Regions from separate parts of the Mus musculus genome. Here all the other regions are linked to region 2. A link is a contact called in public promoter capture Hi-C data. All regions are on one chromosome and are shown on one strand. Each heading gives the region's core, a stretch centred on a gene start, on an enhancer-like site or on the middle of the called end of the contact. The rest is flanking DNA. Distances are from core to core; before and after follow the strand shown.

Region 1 (4,588 bases), core at 1,951-4,450, 1.4 Mb after region 2:
TTTTAGCCATACTTCTAATTGGTTTTCTTGATTTTATACTTTCTCACATGGTCATCAGTAGAAATCTGGAACCTAGGAAGTTAATAGATCATCCACTGTGTACATGGGGCCAAGACACTCCAGAGCTATCAAGATTTCACAAAACAGTCCCAGCCTGAATGAGGCCAAGCCTACAATGAAGGATGCTAATTCAAACAGGGTCCAAGTGTCCAAACTAAGGAGTCACTTCCAAAATCACTGTGAAGATGGGAGGTAATGGTCTGAGTCTGAAAAGATGAACAAGGTCTCTACTGGAGCAGAGTAAGTGTGTCCCAGGCAAGGCAAGTGGCAAGAGAAAGAGCAAAGTCTTCAAATGTCCACCTTGCCTGGGTTTGAAAAATGGTCCATAACCTGAAGTCCCTGAAGCCAGGGGACCTTGCTGCTGAGTAGTGAGAATGAAACTGGAAAAGTTAAGTGGGTGTCAGGTGATGATAGGTTTTCAAAATCTCCAGCTTTGGTGTTTGGCAGCAACAAGGAGTTGGTTGTCCACTGAATGCCCAATGCATAGACAGACAAGCACAGCAAAGTGGAGAGATACCCCCCCCCCAGTCACCAGCAGCATGGTTTCCATGGTAATGAGGCTGAACATGGGCAGCAGTAACAGAGCTAGGCTAAGGAGAACAACAGTGGAGTACGACCGCTCTTGTGAGGGAAGGGAAGAGAGGACACTCCAAAACAGCACACAAACATGCACTCAAATGAATCAGAGGATGTATGCCTTACTCACAGACCTTGATGTTTTGTTCAGACCGTGGAGGAAACCACGTGGTTGAAAACCTTAGCATTTCTTAATTCTCACGAGGAAACTTAGAACCTTCAAAACAATTAATGATACTCAAGACTCCACTTCAGCAGACATGGCTTTCATGCAGGGTGGAGCTCTGTGCTGGTATCTAAAAGGTGTCTCACTGATGCCAGAGAGTCCTAAGTGCCTCAAACTGATGTAGATTCCAACCTTCCACAGGCAGGTGGAAGCCAGGAATGTAACCCTTCCTAAGATTAAGAGCATCTACTTCTGACTTCATATAAATCTCTCAAGACAAAGATATCTCATCTCCAGCAAAAGTTTCCTCTCCAACCTGGAGGTTACCAGCACGCCCACTCACTATCATGTGCGTGTTGGTGACATAGGGTTAACTTCATTCAACTAAGCACATAATCAGAACTATGTAGCATGATACACATTGAAATGACAACATTGTTTCTTTTCCCTAACACACACTCTTTAATCATCACTTGACTATAGGAACATCTGCTTAAAAGGCTCACATATTATCATTTGTCAAAAAGATTCTTTTCCAAACTGGTTTATGGAGGCTCAGAGTTTTTAAAATGATTTTTTTTTAATTTTATTTTATGTGCATTGGTGTTTTGCCTACATGTATGTCAATGTGAGGGTATTGGATCCTCCTGGAAATGGAGGTAGAGACAGTTGTGAGCTACCATGGGGGTGCTGGGAATTGGGAAGAGTGCTCAACTGCTAAGCCATCTCTCCAGCCACTGGAAATTCTTTTTTTTTTTTTTTTTAGATTGACAAAATAGACACAAATAAGTTTTTTTGTTTTGTTTGGTCTTTAAAGGCAGTGTTACTCTGTAGCCAGGCTAGACTAAAATTTACTATGTAGCTACTATTTCACTCAGGTTAGCTTTGAACTCACAGCAATCTTCCTGCCTCAGTCTTTCCATTACTGGATCACACGCATGAGCTTCCAAGTCCAGTGTACAATTAATTTAAAAAAAAGAATGTTCTTCAGTATTTTCTTTGATCTTATTCTTGGGTTTATTCATCCAAACTCTCTGAATTATTTAAAGAAATAATCCATCCTCTTATGCAAATTTGGCCCCAACTACCCACCACCAGGAATCAATACTGACAGTATCAGTGGTTTATAGCCACAAGCTGGGAGACTAACATGAAATTGTTCTGTGTAAGCAATTCTGATTAAAGTGCATGTCACCTTCTGGAAGGGGAGACAATATACCCTCAGAGAATGCCAGAACTTCCTTCACACAACTGGAAATACACTCTTACTCACACCCACACAGCTTATGAAAAGATTGAGGTTTTTTTTTCCTTAAAAAAAAATTCTAAGTTTCTTAAAGCAGAATCTATTATCTGCACAAAGGCAATCACTCAATTTAATTAGTTTAAGTACCACAACATTCTCAGTGAATCAGCAGCAGGCATATTTTGCGCGAGTCAGATGCATTTGGGCAACTGCAGGCAAATGAGGTCAGAACCAGCACAAGGTGTCCCGGTGCAATCAGAGAACCCAGCAAACCGAGCCCACAAAGAAGCGGGTCAACAGCACAGCAACGTGGGACAGCATACAGGACTTTCCTCAGTTACCTCACAAGCAGCTTAGCTAGTTTCAGTAAATAATAGCTATTTTGTCCCTGGGAAAATGTCCCTTCCATGCCTTAGCTAGCGACCCTGGTTGTACTTTCGTCATATTTCTATCACCTGCACGAACATGAATAACTCAGCAGGGCTAGCTTGATGACTATGAAGATATCACAAAATGTTGTCTTTAAAAGGGAATCGGTATGACTCTGAGAAAGAGAAAAAGGTTTTGATTTTTTTTTTTTTTAATAATTCACACTGATTCTAATAATTCCTACACGTGCAGAGACCAAGCAAGAGACAAAGCAGAATTGGAGCGAACCTTCTTCTTGTGGAAAGAAATTTCTTAACAGTAAGTAGCTACTTGGGGGGCAAGGGAGGGGGGACTTACCTGTTGTCGTCTCCTTTAACCAAAGGTGTGTTCTTTCTCCGCTGGTTTATCCCTTGAAGAACCCAGTGGCTTGTCCCACAGTCCAAGACTGAGTCCTGAAAAACTAGCCAGCCCAAAAGAAGACTGAGGGGGAAAAAAAACCGCTTTTCCCACTCTGCTGGGACTAGCCAGTAGCTGAAGTCATACAGGAAACGGACAGAGTAGCTGCAGCTTCTCCTTCAGTCAGGATCAGCAGGAATTGGAAGTCGCCTATCTCCCACCCGGACTTTTGTTTCAAAGTTTTTTCAACTGTTGCTAGGTGTTGTTGGGTTCTGAGATTAGGTTTCTCCTCTGCTGTTCCCCGCACACTGTCAGCGCAGTGACTTTGTTGGGGCGCTGAGCTGCGCGTGCTATATTTAACCAGTGTTCTCAGCGAGGCCAGCCTGTCAACAGCTGAGAAGTTTGCAGCCGGCCCTGCTCAGTTCCTAGGCAGCTGGGTTATCAGCCCCACATCCCCGCTCACCCCGCAAAGATCCCGGGGAAGCCGGCAGACCCTTTTAAGGACCTCTGCTCATTTCACAGAGGTAATTACTGTTTGCAGACTGCGAAGTGGGACTTGGCTTTTTAAATCTGAGAAGAAACAGAGCGGCAGTTGTCTTGGGCAGAGCAATTTCCCAAGGCAATAGTCTTCTCAGACTCTTAGATAAGTGTTGTTTTTTTTTTTTTAATGCATTAATAGTGTGCTGCAACGGTTGAGAAAAATCACAGTAAGAGATCATTTCCAAACAGCTTTCATCATTGGAGAGTTATATTTATAGCTTGATCCCTTACTCTTAAAAGATGTGTCCTGCTGTATATATGAGTGTTTTTCAAATAAGGCTACCGTACAGGAATGTCGACAGCGCTAGGAATATGAAAGTCAAGGCAGGAAGGAAACTCTTACTATTTCCACTCAAGCCATTCATTCAAAGCAGCACATGGCAAACACCCCAGAAACACCAGGACTGGAGACCTCTCACTAGTGGTTGACAAGCCTGAGTCACCATTAACCCTCCATCTTCCAAAGCCAGTGAGCAAACACCGCCAACCTGAACTTCAAGTCTCAAGATGTTTCTGCTACTTCATTCTGTAGCATAGAAAAGTACGAGCCTCCCAGGTTTAAGATCTATAAAATATGTGTGCTTAATGCTCTGATTTACTATGTACACACAGGAAATTAATAGTGTTCAGGGCTGCCTCAGAACCTTCCTCGAATATTGCCCTGACAAAGCTCTCAACAATATCCTTTTTAAATTTTACATGTTCAGGCTCAGTTTTTCTAGGTCTGAAGTAACCGTTAAGTAAAGGGGAGGGAGAAGGAAGGAGAAGTGGGGGAGGGAGCACGCACACGGGTGAGATGGCTCAACAGGTAAACCATGAACGCTGGACGGGTAACCACAGAAAGATGGCAGGAATATACAAAGTTGCCCTCTGACCTCTACATTTGTGCCCTGGCACACACGCCCACATAGCATATACATACATTGACAATAAATAAATAAAATGTTTAAAGGGAGAAACTGCAGTTAAGCTTTTGTGTGAAAGTAGCTGTATCTTCTAGAACAATAATCGATACTTCATTCACAGTCCCTACAATGGATTGCCTATTCACAGTCCCTACAATGGATTGCCTATTCACGGTCCCTAAAAGTAAATTCTGATATAGGTGGGAATTATGAGACCAGGCTATAGATGATTCAGAACCATCAGGAGAGCAATGGTTGTTGTTGTTGTTGTTGTGTGCCTTCCTGTAAGAGCCTAGAACATTCCAGCGAAAGAATAATGGGGCTATTTCC
Region 2 (4,531 bases), core at 824-3,323:
GGCCTGCAGAAGTAGGGATGTGAGAGAGGCACAGGGAGAACATAGGACCTTCCTTCCCCCGAGCTGGTTTACTAACAAATAGTTCACATTACCGTCGAGCGCTTACTGTATTGAGCTCCTGTTACAGAACGATGAAGATGAACCGCAAAGTACACAGAACACTACTCAGCACACAGAAACTTCAGGAACTGAATTGCTATCACTGCCTTCTCTGGATCCTGGAGATCGAGCTCACGTGTTAAGAAGTGTATTTCTCATTTGTGGGAAATTAAGCTTTGTGGGGCACGAGGCTCCTAGTGGAACAGACAGGACGGCCGGGAAGGTAGATATCCCTACCAAACTGGCGGAGCAATCGGCCTTGCGTGCAACTTCCGGTGCCACGTGTCTGTGGCACCAAGGAGGATGTGATGACGGAGGACAGGGACAGGGAATCCAGAGCAGTGGCAAAGTGTCAAACTTCGATTCTAACCCAAGAGGGAAGCCAAGGGGGCAGGAGGTGTGAATCAGTGGACAGAATGCTTGCTTACCACGCATTCAGGAGGTGGAGGCAGGAAGGTCAGGAGAACTAAGTCACCTGCAGCTACAAAATAGAGGCCAGCTGGGGCTACATGAGACCCTGTCTCAAAGAAAACCAAGCAACCAACCAAAAAAATGCAAGTCCTAGGTTTGACCTACTGATGCCTTACACTTTTCAAAATAAAACATTCTATTTTAGATTTTAAAAAAAAAATCTGTTCTATGTACGAATGTTTGCCTGTATGTATGTCTGTGTACCACAGGTGTGTCTGAGTAGGGAGGGTGTTGGCTCTCTTGAGCTGGAGTTATGGATGGTTGTAAGCTTCCATGTGGGTGCTGGGAACTGAACCCTCGTCCCCTGGAAGAGCAACCAGTGCTCTAACTGCTGAGCCATCTTTCCAGTTCCCTAACAAACTATTCTAAAAATAAAAACAAAACCAAAACAGATCACCCAAAAGCCAACAGAAGTAGTCTGAATAAAGTCAGAAAGTAGGGTAGTTACCCACACAAGTGGGAAGGATGGTTAAAACAGTTACGAAAGAATTCTTTGGTAATGTCAACAAAAGACATACCGACAGAAGACTGTTCCGGGCCAACAAAGGCAAATTTCCAGTTCAATTCTTTCTCACACCTATATCCTTGAATGTGTCCAAGCCGATTTGTCCTTTAGTTTTCTGTAGCTTCAGGAAGCTACATTACAAAAGTGTAGCGAAATCCAGTGAAGACACATACTTGTGTTTTGGGGGATGGTGGGTATGGAGACTAGAACCTTGTCAGGCAAGGACTATACCTCTGTGCAACATGCGCCCCCCCCCCCCCCCCCCGCAATGAAGATGCTTTTTGAAGTAGCACCTGCAAGACCTCTAGTACGGCATATTGTCTTAGAGTGCTAAAGATATCTTATCTTGAGAATAACCTGTTTCCTAACTTAAATTGCAGTCTGATAGACAAGGAAAAAATAGAAATGTCTGCAATATTTTGGTGTCTTACAGCACAAGATATTCGCGGGATTATGCAACTGTCCCCCGCACACTCAACAGCTGTTAACTCTTCTTTGTTGTTGTTTTGTTTTTGTCTCTCCTCCCCAACAAGGCGCTACCAGATCACATGTTTACAGGCCGGCATAAGCGGAAACCTGGCGGCCGCTGGAGGGGAGCAAGAAGCACTTTGGCCCCTTTGCTTATTGACTCGGATCGGGTACCCCTCCGACCCTGAATTGCTTCAGTCCCGCCAGCGCCACAGGCACCTCCGTCCCGACCCACAGCACTACAGCGGCTACCTGTCCCCCCGACCCCGCAGCCACTCCTTCAAGGCGCCCACGGCCGGGAACCACCCGCCCGCCAGGAACGCTGCCACTAGCAATCACTCGGTGGTCCCGCAGCTCACCCGCTTCGGTCTGCCGGGCGCCCGGCAGGAGCGGGGTGCTGTCCGAGCTCTCCTCATCGTCGTTTCCCGCCGGACCCCGAAGCAGGGGCCTCATAACGCCTGGAGAGCAGATGTGCCGGCGTCGTTGCTTGGCCAACCTAGCTCTCGGCAGGACAGCCCTTCGCCGTGCTGGCTGGGCGGGGCAGGATATTGCCCCGCCCCAGGACACGCCCATATCTGGTTGCCTGTTCCTAAGGCGCCATTTTAGTTTCGGGCAATTTCCCGCTGTGGGCAGGGTTGGGTTGGGCGTGGCGTTTGCGCTGTGCAAGATGTGTGTCACCAGCGGTAGGGAGCCCAGGACTCTGTTACACTAGTAAAAGCCCGGGCATTGGACAGCCTGAAGGCGGCGATGGGGTTTGCATCTCGCAGTGATAGGGAGCTAGGGAAATGGGCAGGGACTATTTGCCTTCTAAATGTCTATAATAGTTTTCAGTCTTTGTCCGTTTTGTGACAGCATATGGCTTTTGAAAAGTAGCAAAGGAAATCATGTTTTGTCCGACGAAATTGACTGTTTCAGAGGTGAACCCCAATGTAGGCAGCTGCCTTTTCTCTTTAGGAAGATACTGTTGATTGTACCCAGGGCCTCACACATATTAGACTAACGCTGATACATACCATTGACCTACATCCCCAGCGGGCAGGCCACGTGATGTATGAGCGTGGGGGAGTTTTCTCTGTAAATCTAATTTGGACAGATTTTCCCTACTGCTGACTCTAAGAAAGAGGAACTAGGAAAATGCTTCAGTCAGCCTTGGTGGGGCCATCGGGCCTCTGAGTAATAAAAGCCATATCTGCAGACCGATGGAAAAGACAGATGTGGTAGACGCCCTTAGAGATTTCCACGCAGACCAAGGAAGAGCAGAGGCTCAGAAAGTCAGGTGAGGCCCCTGTCTAGAAGAAGGGCTGACTGAGATTTACTAAAGATATCCCTAACTCTTGGGCCAGTAAATGCTGATGGGCAAGTTTTCAAAAAGACAGCTGTAGAGATAAAGCCCTTGAGTTTGTGCATACCCGCCTGGCAAATTCTTATAAAATGTATGTACAAACAGCACTTCTGGTGTGGTTAATTTGATGTGTCAGTTTGCTTGTCCTCCATGTGAGTGGATTTCAATTTGTTTGAAGGTTTGATTAGAACAAAAAGATCAGCTTCAAGCCGGGCGTGGTGGCGACACCTTTAATCCCAGCACTCGGGAGGCAGAGGCAGGCAGATTTCTGAGTTCGAGGCCAGCCTGGTCTACAGAGTGAGTTCTAGGACAGCCAGGGCTACACAGAGAAACCCTGTCTCAAAAAAACAAAAACAAACAAACAAACAAACCCAGCTTCCCTAACTCATCCCCTTGTACCCACCCCCCCACCCCTGAACTCCTCCAACAGACGGCTTCAGATTTCATTAGCCTCGGGGTTCTCATCTTTCTGCACCTCTGCTATCCTGTGTGAGCCAATAGGTTTGTTCAACACTGTATCTCCTCTCCTTTATTGCTAAGATCATCCTTTTTGGCAGGGACAGCCAAGGGAATCTTCCAACATAGGGAATCAGATTCCAACAGCCTTGGGGAGTTTGAAATCAGCAGCACCATGTTTAAGTACACTTATTACCTGAGAAGGTTCAGGTTACAGAAAAGTTGCAAAGTCAGTACGCAGAGTTCGAGGTAGGATAGGAAGGCTGGCTTTGTGGGGACATGGGAAAGGAGTCCCTCACTCCCGGGTCTGGGGGACATATCCTGCCAGCTGAGCTAAGAATTTCTGCACAATTAACATGATTTGCTGTGAAGGACCATATGTAAGGCCCAAGCATCCTTCCAGAATGACCTTTCTCCTTTCCCAGACTTGTAAACCTGGGGAGATTTCTAAGACTTTGACAAGAAGCCCCACTTAGGGTACACTCTTGTGCAACTTTATGATCCATGGTTTTACTGGATCAGCTGGCAGTCTTATCCACGGCACTGACAGGCACCCTGTCATCATTTACTGAAGGGTGTGTGTGTGTGTGTGTGTGTGTGTGTGTGTGTGTGTGTGTGGTGAGACAGGGTTTCACTGTGAGGCCCTAGCTGTTCTGGAACTCACTATGTAGACCAGGACTGCCTCTGTCACCCCAGTGCAGGGATTAAAGGCAAGTATCAATCCTGCCCTGCTTGTGTGTGTGTATGTGGGGCGATTCTTAACAACACTTTAAGCTGTTACTTAAAGGCCACCAAAATCATATATATAGTAGCTGCTGAGACACTTGGGTGCAATTCTCACTTAGCTTTGAGAACACCACACCTTTGCTAATACACTTCTTTGGTGAGTATTATTCTTTTCCCAAACACCAGTCATTCTCCCTAATGGCAATGCTTAAATCTTGCTTACAGTCTTTTCAAAATAAATGTGGGCCCTGTCCATCCTGGCTATGCTGAAATTCTTTTCTGCAGTGAAGTCAAGATCCTGGGTTTATCTGATTGAGAGCTCAGGTTGCTATAGATGACAGACAATGTGGGTTATGGATCTGCCCTGGCCTATAAGCACTGGCTCCTGACAAGCTCTCTATACAGTGTGCCAACTTTGACCCCTTTTCAAGATCTAAGAGAGTATGACACATTTATTTCAGCTA
Region 3 (4,519 bases), core at 534-3,033, 1.1 Mb after region 2:
TTTAGAATGCAGTCCGCAGTTGTGCTCACGAAAAGTTAAAGAGTGGTAACCTACCCACAAAAATCGGTGTGCAGTATTTGGGGGGGGGGGGGGTGTTAAAAGGGTGAACAAAAAACTTGAGTTAGTCTAGTCTTAGTCTAGTGCGCCACCTATCGGCTTCCTGTCTCAGCATCAAGAATGAATCACTTCTCTTTGGGGTATCTGATGAATAACTCAGCCATCTCAGCCAGCCAAGAATTCCGTTCGTATACGTTTTAAAGAAAAACTTCTCTCTCCTTCTTAGCCAAAACATTTATCGGAGTGCTTAGCAACACTTCATTGAGCATTCTCAGACATAGATGTCTGAAAGCGGTAGCCCTTACGTGGCAGTAGGATTTCCCTCACTTCCCCTCATGAATGAAAATGAATCAACTGCCCGGAGTGGGGGCACTATGGGAACTGGTCTCTTTCGGACAACTTGCCCCTCCCCCACCCCTTGCTGGAAGGAGCCAACTTCTTAACTCTCTCAATTTAACTTTTTTTTTCAAACGCACACACAGGCACACAAATGTTTCGTGGGCCCATCTAGAGTCCAGGCGTCACCTACGTCTTCTATAAAGGCTACCTAGCCAAGGACGAGCTTAGACTTGTTTCTTCGCCCCCCTCCCCCAATCCTACCCCAGTATTCTTTAGAAGACCCTAACCTTGGAGCTGAGAGGAGGTGTATGCCAAAGATCTGAATTGGTCAGGGGATGGTGGCTGAGGAAGCCAGATGCAGGTCCCATTTGTCAACTGCTCTCAAATGCACTGACTCCACGCACTCTGATCTGTGCACTCAAAGACTGGAGGAGAACCCTCCTCAAAGGTCCCATTGACTGACCCTGGGTAAAACTTAATCCCAGTGCATTCAGGAGGAACCCAAAAAGGAAGTCTCAGAAGCTGCGAGAGCTGGCCTAACCCAGCAGCACTTTGAAAGCAGTGGAGGATGGAGCCAGGGCAGCTCCCCCGAGCATCTGGAGATGCCACTAGCGCCTAGTCTCCCCAAGCTGGAGCGCTTTCCACTGGCCCTCCATGGAATTCTTCGCGGAGCGTACAGTACTTCACTTCGTTTTCTGGCAATGCCTTGAGTCCCTGCTGCAAGCCTGGAGTCCCTGGCAAAGCCACCAGATTATAAAGAGCGACCTATGCAGCCCGTGCACTTCACTGAAAGCGACAGAGACTATAGAGGACATTGCCCTACAGATGGATACACTGAGTCCCACTTGGCACACAAGCAAGCCACCTTTCCTTCTCCCTCCAAAACTCCAAAGAAACCGCCAAACTCCTGTGCCACAGATCTATCTCGGGCACACTAATCAATCGCTTCCAAAGCCAAGCAGCCCCTGCTGGGCATTCTGCCAGCCCCGGGTTAAGGTGCAAGCAAGAAGCCACTTTCCCCAGTTATCTTTGGGAAAGGGCGCGAGGGGTGGGGGTTGGGGTGGGGAACAGAAGCCAGACTGACCTGAGCCGGAGGTGACAGAGGGAGCGGGCGTCCAGCAGCCTGCGCGTGGGACCCCCCGGGCCTGGGAGGGCGCTGCGCTCCGGGAGCACCTGGCGGCCGCCGGTGTGGAAAAGGCGATGGGAGCACCCAGCAGCAGCGCCTAGTGCGCAGAGTGAGCGGAGGCAGGGGGACTGAATGCAGCTGCGGGCGGACGCGTCTGCAGCGGCCGCCTTTGCCGACTGGGAAGAGACTCCGCGCCGCGGGCTACTTAATAGAGGGCTGTTCCCGGCTCTCAGTTTACTCGGTTACGAAACGCCTGAGAAGGTGGAAGGCTGCCACGGGTGATGTATGCTCCTCGGCGGTGAAGGAGGTCTACTTTTGGGAACGTGTGCATACTTCGAGCATTCCTTCGGCGTGAGGTGGCGATCGCCGTAGTAGCAATGCCCCTCCGGGGGCGGGGAGGAGGGAGGGAGAGAGGGGGACAGCCGCAGCCGGGTTCCCTGCCAAGGGAGGCCGCGGACTCCTCCGCTTGGGGCGGGCTAGGGGGCTCGGGTTTCCCTAACCCAACGAGTTTCTTTAATACGTTTATTTTTCTAAAATAAGAACAATGGAGAAGTGGGGAACGGATCTTCGTTTCAGAGCAGCGGGATGGGCATCCCCTTTGTCCCTCACCATTGCATCTCCGGCCGCCACCGTCCCCACGTCCACCTTCCTCCCCCTCTGTCCTGGGTGCACTTAAAACCGATTTACAGGCTTTCCATTAACTAACTGTCTGTGCACGCGGCGGGCCTCTGTCTTTCCCAGTCTCCAAGGCGCGACTTTGAAAACTCCGACAGCCGCCTGCCTGCTCCCGGCTCAGGGCTAGGATGGCTTTCCCAGGCCTGTCTGTCTAACCTAGTTTTTCAGGATAGAGATGGGAGGCTTCGATTCAGTCTGGAGGGAGGGAGAGGAAAGTTATTGGTACCTGGGGGCGGGGGCGGCGGGGGCATCCCAACGGGACACTTAAGAACAAGTTTTATTCTCCTTAGAAATTTCTTGTCAGTTTAAGAGTAAAATCTGGCCCACGTTGGGGCTTCAGGCAGCTCTTCCCTAAAAAATTCCTAGAGGTGAAAAGGACGGAGAGGAGCTCGCTCGGGGACGCTCGCACGCAGGCGCGAGCTACTGAGAAGGCCAACTAGGAGCCGGATACTCCGCCAGCACACGGGCTCTTTTCTGCAGCTCCCCGGTTCCCGGCACTCCACCCCTTGGACGCAGTGGGAGTCTGGCACTTGAAGTTGCCAAATTGTACAAGACGCATGGGATGAAGTGTCCAGTAGTCACACGTTGTTATCCGGAAAGGGCTCGAAGACGGATTCCTACACGCGTTTGTGAGCTCAGAACTCGCTCCGCGAATTTCCCGCCCCTTGAAGCCCAGAGACGTCGCCTCAGCAGGGTTGGGCTAGTGGGTACTGGAAACAGGACAGGGCTCTAGACCCTGGAGTAGACCGCCCCTTGGTAGCAGAAGTTGCGAGCACACCTGACTTAAGCCTTTCTTCCATGCTTGATCTTACCTCTGCAGATTTGACTTCCCTGCTCTAGGCACATTAGTGTTGGAATTGACCAAAACTCTGCACGCTTTTTCCCAGTTCCCTTGCGCCTTGCCCCACGCACGGGCGGCCTCTGGCCAGAGCTAACCAGAGCAAGAGAGGAGCCTGGAAGAAAAGAAACGAGAAAAATGAGAATGGCCACCACCTCTGCACATTCTTGGAGCACGCAGGGCCCACTCAAAGGCCGCTGAGCAACTTGCACAAAGCGCCCACACAATGCGCAGGCTTTTCCCTCATGTCTCCACAGTTCTGGTGTCTGCCTAGACCCTCCAGCCAGGGTGTGAACGCATCTGGAAGATGCAAACACCAATGTATGCGACACAGCTGATCTTTTACATCCCTGTGATGCTCAGAGCCACCCAGGAGCAGCGAGCCCCCTCTTCATGCCTGAAGGGAACTCAGCTTCCAAGCCTGCTCTTCAGCAGGACATGCACATGTAGGGAAAAGCGTCCAGTATGGTCCCCAGACACGTAAAGGAAGGTGGCAACAAGACAGACCAGGGCTATGGTTCCAGCACCCCACTGTGAAGGTGAAGGACTACACCAGCCATAGAAGGACACACACACACAAGCACAATGACACTCCCTATCTAGAAAGGGAGAGCTGGACAAGTGGAGAGTGTCTATCCCTGTCTTCCTCTTGCTCAGTCTGCAGCCTGAAGACCGATTGGAAAAGACTTCTGGACACAAACATCCTCTCCAGCCTAGAGCTGCGAGCGGCAGGCACCCAGGCAGGGGCTCCTTTTGCTCAAGTCCTTTTTAACGGGGAGGCTGGGGGAGGGGGGAAGATATGCTGCAAGAAAGGTGGGTGAGGCAAACCAACAGCTACAGAAGCCCTTATCGCCTTCTAAAAAACAATCCCTGGACAAGATTTAGTGGTTCTAGGTGGGAGGCGGGGGGGGGGGGGGCGACTTGCTGGTGAAGGAGACAGTCACAAATGTATCCAAGCACGCTTATTCGCAAGGGGCCATGGGGCAATTCAAATCCTCGCAGCCTAAAGTCTGAATTGTTTGGTCTCCTGGGCCCTGTAAGCTTGACTCCAGTAAGGGGACAAACATGTTAGAACCCCCCCTCCTACCTGGTGCCTGTCAAAGGTGCGTTTGTTTCTTAACTCCCCTTGGAATCTGTTAAGTTTGCAGTAAAGCGGTGGGTTTTTGCTGACTGAAGCACAGCTGGTTGTATTTATTGAGTCTAGTTGCTTCCTGTGGGTCTTACTCCTGTGGCCATATCCCCAGGATCGGCCTATCCTCTCTCTCCCTCTCTTCTGTTCCCACCTCTTCTCCCTTCGAGTCCTGGGTTCCCGGGGGTTCAAGATCTACAGATCTCTTGTCACACAGCGCGACCTAGTGGATGACTAGAAATCTGAATCAAAATTATGGATTTTGAGAGCTGGGAACGATTGGAGGAAAAAAAAATCTGTCATTCAGCCACCTGGTTTTTCGGACTGATAATTGAAAGGGAATACAGACAAGGAC

What was found. Promoter capture Hi-C pulls out the DNA fragments that hold promoters and counts their contacts.
Region 1: a promoter capture Hi-C map of hippocampal neurons shows a contact between it and region 2, with 4 times the contacts expected there. The contact joins the promoter of Filip1 here to the promoter of Slc17a5 in region 2. A contact is called at or near these places in 1 of 39 promoter capture datasets (hippocampal neurons) and 2 of 115 datasets of contacts at active chromatin or transcription factors (cardiomyocytes and extraembryonic endoderm stem cells).
Region 3: a promoter capture Hi-C map of pre-B cells shows a contact between it and region 2, with 7 times the contacts expected there. The contact joins the promoter of Col12a1 here to the promoter of Slc17a5 in region 2. A contact is called at or near these places in 7 of 39 promoter capture datasets (the 3T3-L1 cell line, embryonic stem cells, liver and 2 more), 2 of 15 datasets of contacts at CTCF or cohesin (large pre-B cells and pro-B cells), 10 of 484 Hi-C or Micro-C datasets (the N1E-115 cell line, cerebellar granule neurons, cerebral cortex and 5 more), 9 of 115 datasets of contacts at active chromatin or transcription factors (embryonic forebrain, embryonic limb bud, embryonic stem cells and 5 more) and 1 of 9 other capture datasets (adipose tissue).

Annotation. Positions count from the first base shown.
Region 1 is chr9:79,974,682-79,979,269 of GRCm38.p6, forward strand. Filip1 (filamin A interacting protein 1) reads right to left here and starts at 3,201. Exons shown (of 6, transcript NM_001081243.2): 1 at 2,775-3,201.
Region 2 is chr9:78,585,972-78,590,502 of GRCm38.p6, forward strand. It overlaps Slc17a5 (solute carrier family 17 (anion/sugar transporter), member 5), which reads right to left and starts at 2,074. Exons shown (of 11, transcript NM_172773.3): 1 at 1,903-2,074. The coding sequence starts at 1,996.
Region 3 is chr9:79,716,939-79,721,457 of GRCm38.p6, forward strand. Col12a1 (collagen, type XII, alpha 1) reads right to left here and starts at 1,784. Exons shown (of 66, transcript NM_001290308.1): 1 at 1,481-1,784.